2 separate regions of the Strix aluco genome follow, and region 2 is linked to region 1. A link is a contact called in public Hi-C data. All regions are on one chromosome and are shown on one strand. Each heading gives the region's core, a stretch centred on a gene start, on an enhancer-like site or on the middle of the called end of the contact. The rest is flanking DNA. Distances are from core to core; before and after follow the strand shown. Region 1 holds the start of PHLDA1 (pleckstrin homology like domain family A member 1). Region 2 holds the start of KRR1 (KRR1 small subunit processome component homolog).

Region 1 (5,340 bases), core at 982-3,481:
AAATCTGATATTCAACACTTCGGAGAACTTTATGCTAGTAGAAAGCCAAAGTAGAATGAATTTATTCCCTTTCTCCTGTGTATTTGATTGCGATCTTTGGCCTTCCATGCTAGTCTCACTTCTTTCCTTTGATTAATTACAAACTACTATTAGCACTGAAAACAAAAAAGCTCACATTAAAATGTACAGATGTAGATTATCTGTTAATGTCCTTAAATGTTACAGTGCAGTGTTTGGGGGGGTGTGTGTGTGGGGGGGAGTTCATGAATGCTTGTTACAGAATAACATGTAGGACTCCGCAGTCTAAGGCTGGCTTCCACACTACTGATTAGTGCATTAACTTGGAAGCAAATGCCTATTTACTTACAGCAGTGAAGCAGCAACCAAAATTGAACAGGAGAATTATTAGAAATTAGTCATCTGTAGGTTTCGTTCAATGTCCTATGCCTTACATAAACTCAGTATTTTAATTAAGTTGTTTGGTATAGATGAATAAAGTTTAACCAGTTTATGGTTTAGTTTGACAGTTTCAAAGTTAAGTCTGCTCATGTAATGCACTTGATCAGGAGTGAAAAAGACACAGAACACATCAAGTGAGAAGGCAGAAGATTCTCTTACCTCACTGAAGCCATGTCTGAGGCTCCCTGTATGTGCATCAGCAGCTGAAGATGCAGATATTTGTGCTGGGGAATTTGGGTTCAAATGGCAATGAACTGCAGGTAGTGTTCAGATCTTTTGAAAATTAGTCTGTGCCTCTGTTCAAATAGGCATAAGATAGTTGTGAGAATGAACTGTATCTTACAGCATATATATTAGGCTCTGAGGAGAAGGGACTATTTTTAGATAAATGAATGTTTAAGATATTAATCTTTTTTCTGTTCAGTTTGTGGCTAGCAAGTTGCCTTTGTTACTGATTTGAGTGTCTTCCAGTTACCTCAGAAAAGATGAAACAGCCAAATAATTTTAATTGCTGTTATTACCTTAATTGTTTACCTCTCAACAGTTTATCAAAATTAACTTTGACCTTCAAGAGGAAAAGATTCTAAGAGGAAATCTTTTTAAAATGTTATCAGAGATAAACTCCATTAAAACTATCATTAATACTGAATGTGCTCCCACTGACCTATGCTACAGCATGACCTGCTTCCTAGCTGCCAAAATTACTGCGAGGAGGGCTTTTTTTTATGGCTATGTTAAATGCATGTTTAAAAAAACAGTGCTCTAAAACATAATATGAAACTTCCAGCCTTCAGTTTACATCGGCCTTGTCAGCCAAATTCAGTTCTGTGGGCTTTTGATTTACATCTAATACATCAAAAGACTTAAAAATGAAGAGTTTAATATTAGCCTTAGATCACTTATCTACTCAAATAAATGAATTCAAAAGCTAACTTCAGGGGGAGAATCCAAACAAATAATCTGCTTTGTTGCCACACATTTGCTTAACAAGAAAAATGGCCCTAGCGCTCTGCCAGTTCAGTGTTGTGGTTGTTTTTCCTAGTCTACTTTTAAAATTTCCAGGTACTGAGGTTCTAGTGTTTCCTTTGGGAAGTGATATGGGTACTTGCTTTTTTTTTTTTTTTTAGACATTACTCAAACTGCTGCAGAGAGTAAAGATGTATTTTATGTATGCAGTAGAAGCTGTTTCTACCCCGCACAGTCGGGAGCAGTGCGGAAGGGTGGGGATAAAGCTGTTACACGAGGTTGCGCGTGTCAGGCTCTCTCCTTTGTTTAATGGAGCGATGATCGTTTAAATACCAGGGTGTTGCTGAAAATTGGCACCGGTTTTATTGGACCTGAATCAGAAACATACTGAAGCGGGGGGCCTTTGCTGTTGCCCAGGGGGGAAGGCTGAGGAAATCTGCCCCAAACACAGGCGGCTGCGCTACCCCCGTGAAGGCGAGGGCGCGTTTCAATTGTTCCATTAACCATTGCTAGCACACACAGCGGGGAAGCCCTTCCCGCGCCGCTCCGCGGTCTGTCCTCGCCCTCCTCGGGAGGAGGGGCGGCCGCGCCGCCTCCCCGCTCCCCTCCGCGCCGCTCCGCGGCCGCGCCGTCGGGCTTCCCCGCTGCCGGCGGGAGGAGCCGCCCGCTCCGCGGGGTGTCACTCTGGGCCGGCGGGGGAAGGCGCCTTCAAAAGCGGAGGGGAGGGCGAAGCCGCCGCCACAGCCGCCGGCACCGGCAGCGCGCCCGCCGCAGCCCGCCACGCCGCGGCACGGGCGGCAGCCGCTCCGCTCCCCGCGGGCCGGGGCGCTCCCCGCCCTCCGCCTCGGAGCCGGCGCGGGGCGGCGAGTCCTCGGGTGGTGCCGGCTGCCCCCCGACCCCAGCCCCCGCGGGCCGCGGCTCCCGGCCCCGCCGGCCCATGCCGGGAGGATGCTGGAGAGCGGCTGCAAGGCGGTGAAGGAGGGCGTGCTGGAGAAGAGGAGCGACGGGCTCCTGCAGCTCTGGAAGAAGAAGCGCTGCATCCTCACCGAGGAGGGGCTGCTCCTCGCCCCCCCCAAGCAGCCGCCGCCGCCGCCGCCGCAGCAGCCGCCGCCGCTGCCGGCCGAGCCGGCGGCCAAGATCAAGGAGCTTCACTTCTCCAACATGAAGACAGTGGACTGCGTGGAGCGGAAGGGCAAGTACGTGTACTTCACGGTGGTGATGGCCGAGGGGAAGGAGATCGACTTTCGGTGCGCGCAGGAGCAGGGCTGGAACGCGGCGATCACGCTGCAGATGGTGCAGTACAAGAACCGCCAGGCCATCCTGGCCGTCCGCTCCACCCGCCAGAAGCAGCAGCACCTGGCGCAGCCCCACGGCCCGCGCCTCCGCACCGCCTCCAACTCCGCCTAGCGCAGGTAGGGACCCCCGCCCGCCCCGGGACCCGCCTCGGCCCTCCGGGCCCGCACCCGCTCCCGGCCCCGCGGGTGCCCCGGGCTTGGACCCTGCTGCCGGCCCCGCCGCTGCCCTCACCGGCCGCGCTCTGTCCCGTCTTGCTGCAGGTGAAGTTACCGGAGCGCTTCGGGGAAGCGGGACTGAGCGCGTTCGTCGCGGACAGACTTCGGTTGGTCAAAAACTGGGCAAGCGCCGGAGATGCAGGCAGCCTGGAGAGAAGCGGCTCGACCACCTGAACCCCAGCTAGCTGCTGCTGCCGCCGCTTTGCCGCCCTCGGTGCCGAGAAGCATTTCAGATATATTATTTATGAACCTTGGAAAGGATCCTTCGGTGTGATGGGACTTCTAGGAGACATGATGTACTGTAACTTTATTTTAATGTATTTTATTTTATTTATTAGGGTTGTTTGGTTTTTGTTTTGGTTTTGTTTTTTTTTAAAGGCTTTTTGCAAGACATTTCTGAATGTAGGCCGTATCCAAAAAGCAAAGGAAAAAACTGTATGTACATTATCTCCCTAAAGGAACTAAAAAGTTCTGGGTAGTTCGGCTGTGTGCAATTTGACAAAAGAGTTTTTCATGTTTACCTGAAATACCCTGTATTACGCTAACATGGAAAATGTGATGTATGGTTTGGAATTTGGCTGAAGCCCATACTGCATCTGAAAACTGTTCTCTCTGATGAGCATAACCATTACAGTCTGGGTTTTAAATGATTTTCTTTTAAAACATTATGCGTGGTGGAAGATGATCAAATTTATTCACACTCAGTTATTCAAAAAAGTAACGTTGATTGTCATTCTGAGATTAAAACCCATCTGTTCAATGTATGAGTGGAGGGGAACCCGACCAACTTCTTTTGTGATTCAGGAATCGCAGTTGGATTCCAGTTACTGGTTTGATGTGCTTGCTCCTGGGCTGGAGGGCGGGAGCCGAGAAGCATCTCTTCGTGTCCGAGTTCAGGGCTCCCTCTGCACGGTTGGTCTGTAAGCGGTCTGGGCTCTCAGCCTGTGTTGAATTTTCATGGCAGTTTTTAAATGTCTTGCATTAAAGTAGCCCCTAGTTTAAAACCCATTTTATGTATGTCTTAGTGTGCAAATGGATTACTTTGGTCACAGTTTTCATAAGCTGAAAGTTGCTCTCTAGCTGAGATAAACTAGATTAATTTTGGTGTTTAGCACTGTCAGATGTTGAGAGGGGCGTGCGATCTCGTCTCTAAAAACGTTGATGAAGCCATGAAGTTGGAAAACAAAGGGCTAATTGCACAGCTGGTGTGTCTTCCTCTGCCTCTTAAAAGTCAGTGGGAATTTGGCTGTTGATGCTGGCGAGAGCGGGTCGGAGCGGTGCACCCCGGTGCAGAGGAAGGAGCCAGGCGCGTGCGGGCCGGTGTGCTTTCTAGGACAGGGCCCTTCAGGCGATGGGCAGTTTCACGTTGTGTGCTGCTACAGCCCTAGTTCTCTGGTTTAAATTAAGTAGGGAGGTTGTAACCGAGACAAAGCAGTGTGGCCCGTTATCTCTGGTTCAAGATAGAAAGTTGCAGCCCCAGGGCTAGCTATTTTAACTAGTGTGGTGAGGAAAACGGCTTTTGACCCCTTTACAAGTAACGTGAACATAAACAAAATCTTTTAAAGCCACACATCCAGGACTTTCCAGTTTGTGTAACTGAGGTGTAGCTTGACTGTAAAAGCTCCACATTCTTGGTTCAAGCTGTTTCTGTTAAGCGTTTAAAGCAAAAGACTGAAGTGACATGCACAAGAAGATGTCAGAATTGGCTGCTGCACACGATGGTCCCTTGCTCTGCGCCATAAGCTTAAGCTCAGCCCTGTAAGGAATAAGTCAGGGTCTCTTTTAGCCTTCCTCTTTTGTTCCTTGCCCCCGGGTGTCGGGGTCACATACCTGGATGTGCAAAACATGCCATGGTGCAGAGTTAAAGCTTGGACCTCAGCAGTTCTCCATGGTTATTCCTGAGTGCTTCTTTCCGATCCTGGCCTCTGACAGGGTTGCATAACGAGCCTGAGGTGGTAGATTCCAGCTGTCCTAACAAAGTTATTACTTTGAGACTAATTGAAATCGAAGGTGCGCTGCATCTTCTAGGATTAGGTTCGCTGTCTTGGCAATCATAATAGCCAATTTCCACATCTCTGTACATCTGCCATTATCATTCTGCTAATGCTTGGATGTTAGAGCTGCAAGGGGATTCTCTAATGAGCTAGTCAAAGACTTACAAAATAGACTGTAATTTGTAATTTGGCTCCTCTCTTTAGAGTCATTAATTACAGTTTACTGAGTAACTAATCCACCTTTTCAGATATACAGACAGATCGCTGATATCTCACCTACTAAAATACATTTTAGCCTACTGAAGGATAAATGTAATTGATGAAAATTAATTCCTATGTGGCCAGACACACGCATATTTCTCTAGGAGTGGCAGGTATTCCTGTCCTCAGTGGATGCAAGCCCCTGAATG
Region 2 (5,340 bases), core at 1,711-4,210, 140 kb after region 1:
CTGTCCCGGCCAGGAATTAGGGAAGTGGCTTTCTCATATCCGACCAGACCACAGATCCCAAGGTAAGAGAAAAGATGAAAAAATACTGTCTCCTTCAAAGAATCAGACAGAAGAGGATATGAGGGACCTCCCTGAATCACAGCTTCCAAGTCTGTTAGCATGACTGCCTCCGTTTCCTATTATTTTTAGTGGACCTGTCTTGATTGGGCAAAGGTACACTTCAGTGTTGTGCTGCACCAGCGAGGGTTATCCATCCTTTGAATCAGAGAAGCTGGATGCCACAAGGTGTCAGTGTCTTGCCCCCTTACCCTGAGCAGCTCTTTCTTTCTCCAGCACAGAGGCTTGGGGAGCTCCATGACCCCCATGCAACAGCAGCTGGTGCAGGGGATGGGGTGCAAGAAATGAGCAGGCACATGAGTGCTCTGTCACTGCCTCTGCAGAGGCATGAGATGTATACCCAGAGCAGGCCTGAGAGGTCTGTAGGTTGATGAAAAAGGTGGTGTATCTCACCAGAGACCTTTCCTCTGACCTTGAAAACTGCTCATAGCCAGCACTACTACAAAGATCCTCGGCTGTGCCACCTCCTCGCCACACCTCTCCCTTGGGGTCCCTCTTCTCTCTCCCTGAAGCCTGTAATTTGTCTTCACACTCTTGACTCTCCATGGTCTGCAGCCTCTCTACTTCTCCCATCTCATCCCAGCCAGGATGCTGATTCCCACTGCCGAATGCTGCCAGCATGCCCCTTCCACAGCCCACTCCTGTGATTTTTTGGTGGGTTGCATCCTACTCATAGGAGGAGTCAGGCTATAAGCAAGTGCTGAACTAAACAAATTATCCTCCCTCAAACTCTTCCCAACTCTGCTTTGCTGCACTTCCACAACACTTGGCCAGTTTTCAGCAAGACATATGCCATGCACTTCATGCGCTACCTTCCCGAGAAGAAAACGCCTCCTCGAGCCCCCCCAGCCCTGCCGTCGCATCCACCGGGTGCCGCCCAGGCAGGACCCCCGTCCTGTGCTCAAAGGCTGCGCAGCACAGAGGGATACCAACCCAGAAGACTTCTGTGTCCAAGAGCTGAGAGAAGCAAATTTGCCACCCTGTGCTCGCCCAGGGGCACCTGCACCTTTCTGTCAGTCGCCTACAGCATCCACAGCCGGGTGCCAGGCGAGGCAGGAGCAGGGCCCCGGCCTCTCCACGCACGGCAGGGCTGCGCGGGCAGAGGGGAGCACGGTGCCCATGGCTTCCATCTCTCCCTATCTCCTCCCTCAAGCAGAAACCCCAGCCGGGGCTGCAGTTCCGTTTGGGATGCTCCACTCAGCGCGGCGGTCACTGCCATCTAGCGGGACCGGGGATGGGTAACCAACCACCCCAAACGGCCGGAGCGACCCACCAGCACCCCTCTGCTGCGGGGCCTCCCCGATTCCCCTTCCCGCTTTTTTCCCTTTTGTCCTCAGAGCAGAAGGTGAATACTCGATGTGCCATTTCGGAGCAGAGATGGTGCGCACCGCCAAGCCTCTCGCAGCCCCATCAAGGGACATTCTGTCCTTCGCGGGCCCAAGTGCTCCCACAGCGGCCTCCCTGTTCAAAGGATGTGGACAGAGAGAAATTAAAAAAAATGGCTAAAATCATGCATCAGCTCGATGGCAAACTTGCATGCGGAAGGGATCCTGGTGTCCTGTTCATTGTGGGAGATGGTGCTGGCGCAGGGCTGGGAGATGGAGCAGGCTAGGAAAGACAGCAGTCAGATTCAAAGAATAGTTTGGGTGGGTCAAAACTGATTTTTGAATTAATATTTTATTTATGTGTAGATCAGATGATAGGAATATCTTTCTCATCATGATGGTAATTAAACACCGTAGAGTGCAGGCTTTTATGAACAGGTCTGATGAACAGCAGCCAAGGACAACACCGTCCTGCCTCAGAAGTGCAGGTGTTCTAGCTCTTAAAGGTCTCTTCCAGTTTTTCACTCCATTGGCTTTTCATGGTGCCCATAGAAGAGAGTGAAGTAGGCACATTCTTGGTTTTTTTAGTGAAGAAAATGCTCAGTTACAGGTACAGAAAGGAGGAGGAAGGAGGATGCAGAGCATCCCCCAGAGAACCTTAGACTGGGTTATTCAGCTGAATAATTAGGTCTCATCAGGAACACATTCTCTTTAGTTATAAGCACTGAAGCACTTCAAGTATTTACCAATCTACTTCACTGTACATTTTGATGATGCTGGTTCTTTTTTCCTTTACATTGCATAGCAGCAATAGAAAATTCAAAGCTGAAGAACGTGGCTGGAAAAGATGTTTCACGTGCAAGAGGATGAAAGAAAGAAGACACTTGGTATATGCCTCTCACCTCAACTGCGGCATTAAATTTGAGCCCGTGGTTGCAATGGCACAGAGTCCAAGAAGGGCTGTGGAGCCACCCAGGGGAAGTGAGCAAGGTCTCCAGCAGCGTGAGCACCCAACCAGTCCCTGTCGGCTGGAGACAGACCGTGCTGTGTTACACCAGAGCCACTGTCGCCCAGGTGCAAACACACCTTGATATACAGTAACCCTGATGGAGAGCTGGGGGAACTTCCTCTGTTGGCAAGCAGCGAGGACTGTCAGGTAGCCCGCAGTCCCCGCCGCCCGAGGGCCACCGACCGCCACCCACGCAGCAGAGGCCGGCGCTGCCGCTCGCTGTCAGGCAGAGCAGGCACCCCTGCCTCTTCCCACCGGCTTTATTTTCCCTTTTTAACTCCCGGGGATGGACAACCCAGTAGGAGAAGGCGTATTGTTGTGAGCACAAGCAGTAAAGCCACTCTCAAGACCCGAGCAGCCACCGCTCAACCCGTCCGCCCAGCGCCGCCTCACACCGCCACCACCCGCTCCCCTCAGCCCCGCCGAGCCCCGAGACTGCGGCTCCCGGCGTGCACTGCGGCTCCCGGCGTGCACCGCGGCTCCCATCCCCTCCCCATCCGGCGCGCGGCGCTTCCGCCGCCGGGTGAGGGGTGGCGCGCGGGCGGACATGGCGGATCCTCCCCAGGCGGCCGAGGCTGGGCCAAGGCAAAATGAAAAGCAAAAAAACAAAAGCAAAAAGAAAGCGGCGACAGGTGGGAGCAGGGTGAGGGTCCGTGCAGGGCTGATAGCCGGCTCGCCGGGGAAGCCCTCGGGCTGAGGGTCTCCCCCTGGCCGCGGTCTGCTGCCCCGTCCCGGCAGTCCCTCCGGTTTCCGAAAACAGCCCGGGACTAAGGAGCTTGGCCGCGGGTTCGTGTAGGCGGAGAGGCAGCGTGGGGCAGGCGGGCTGCTTCCCGGCTGGCGGCGCTGGGGAGGATAGAGGCGGCGGTTGGGTGCGAGGGGCGCGGTGCCTTGTGGTGGGACCGTCCTCACGGTTCTCTGGTCGCTGCCTCAGCCTGTGTCTTGCTCTTGTGTAATATCCTATCCGCAACGCATATCTCAGTTGTGGAATTATTTTCTTTTTTAAAATAAATTACTTAAAGCAGTAATTTCTTTAAAGTCAGAAGAAATGCAAAACATTCAGCAGAGTATTAACAAAACTTTGTGTCCCTGCTTTCAGTTATTGTTTTGTTTGTACTTAAACGGGGAAGAGATGTAATAATCACTATTGAAAAAGGAGGAAAAAACAACTTTTTTTTTTACCTATAACAGTTGATGAATCTGAACTTCTCACCGTGCCAGATGGATGGAAAGAGCCAGCCTTTACGAGAGAGGATAATCCCAAAGGGCTGCTGGAAGAAAGCAGTTTTGCAACGTTATTCCCGAAGTATAGAGAAGCATACTTGAAAGAGTGCTGGCCACTTGTCCAGAAAGCCTTGAGTGAACATGTACAAATACTTAACAATTGCGATACTATGTTTTACCTTTTGGGAGATACAGGTCTTTCTTGAGCTTATAAAAACAGTGCAAGTTGCTTTTCTGATACTGTATTTGCATATATTTCTACTGTGCTTGCATTTAGAATTGGTAGTATCATTTTCTATTGGCATCAAAATAAGTGAAAGTCTGTGTAGCCAGACTTGCAGTTCTTTACAGATGCTGTCAGCAAAGCTCTCAGCAGCAGCGTCTTGTCATCCAGGCACTGACAACTTTGTTGCGCCTAAATTCAGGGAGAGGAGGGGGGTGGTGTTTGGGGCTGCGTGACACATATATTCCGTCTTTTTTATCTGTCTGTGTGTGAATTTCCTTAATCTGAAAGGCACTTAAGGAAATTTGGAAAATGGATCTGCATTCAGTATGTAGCATTCTATTTGTTACCTTCTTACTGCCAAAGATGAAAGATACAGGATTCTTAGAGATTGATTCACTATTTCTTTTCAAATATTGCAGTTTGTGAACGCAACGCTGGATCTAATTGAAGGAAGCATGACTGTCACTACCACGAAGAAGACTTTTGATCCGTATGCAATCATCAGGGCTAGAGATTTAATAAAACTTCTGGCAAGAAGCGTTCCATTTGAACAGGTCTGTATTAAATCCTGGAAGTTTGTATCAAATTCTATCATAATACTTATAAAATAGTGAATTTTCAAAATGTGGGATTTTCAAGTGAGTCAAGTAAAACAAAATATGTATTTGAAGTAAATATATCTGAAAGTGACATGAGAAGAATAAACTGAAGTATTCTGTTGACTTCTGAATAATACATTTACGTTCAGACAATATTGCCTGCTTCTCGTCTCTTTAGGCAGTTCGTATCCTTCAGGATGATGTTGCATGTGACATCATTAAAATAGGCTCTCTGGTGAGGAAAAGAGACACTTTTATAAAAAGAAGAGGACGACTTCTTGGACCAAAAGGATCTACTCTGAAGGTATTTCCAATAGGTGTAGTAAACAGACAATTCTTAGACCCAAATTTGTGTCACATCTTCAGTTTACACTTAATTTCTTTTTTTGGTGTAGGCTCTGGAACTGTTAACAAACTGTTATATTATGGTGCAAGGCAACACTGTTTCAGCTCTTGGACCCTTCAGTGGGCTAAAAGAGGTAAGGGGAGGCAGATGAGCTGTTTGTGTAGCATACTTCTGTGTCTGGCTCGAGGGCAGACGAGAGGCAAGATCTGGCAGCCTCAGGAGCATTTCACTGATTTTTCAGCTATGTGTTAGTAAGCTACATTTACATGAATGTTCATAGTCATAGCATCTTAGCTGCTGAATTTTGTTTAGACTCAGATCTTTCGGTCTTGGAAGTAAAAAAGCATTTGTGAAATACTGTTTTGGGGTTTTTTCAGCAAGAATTTGTGTATTTCTGGATATGAGGTGTAAGACTGAAAATACTGCACAGTTAATGGTATGTGACATTAAGGAATATCCAGTATGTTTTTTGTAACTATGTAGGAGGAGAATGCTTG

What was found. A called contact is a pair of places that touch in the nucleus more often than the background predicts.
Region 2: a Hi-C map of heart shows a contact between it and region 1, with 9 times the contacts expected there. The contact joins the promoter of KRR1 here to the promoter of PHLDA1 in region 1. A contact is called at or near these places in 2 of 2 Hi-C or Micro-C datasets (brain and heart).

What each region holds. Positions count from the first base shown.
Region 1 is chr5:46,097,649-46,102,988 of bStrAlu1.hap1, forward strand. It overlaps PHLDA1 (pleckstrin homology like domain family A member 1), which reads left to right and starts at 2,232. Exons shown (of 2, transcript XM_074827207.1): 1 at 2,232-2,837; 2 at 2,982-5,340. The coding sequence starts at 2,374. The coding sequence ends at 2,832.
Region 2 is chr5:46,239,142-46,244,481 of bStrAlu1.hap1, forward strand. KRR1 (KRR1 small subunit processome component homolog) reads left to right here and starts at 2,961. Exons shown (of 10, transcript XM_074827208.1): 1 at 2,961-3,083; 2 at 3,640-3,815; 3 at 4,318-4,452; 4 at 4,676-4,801; 5 at 4,893-4,976. The coding sequence starts at 2,999.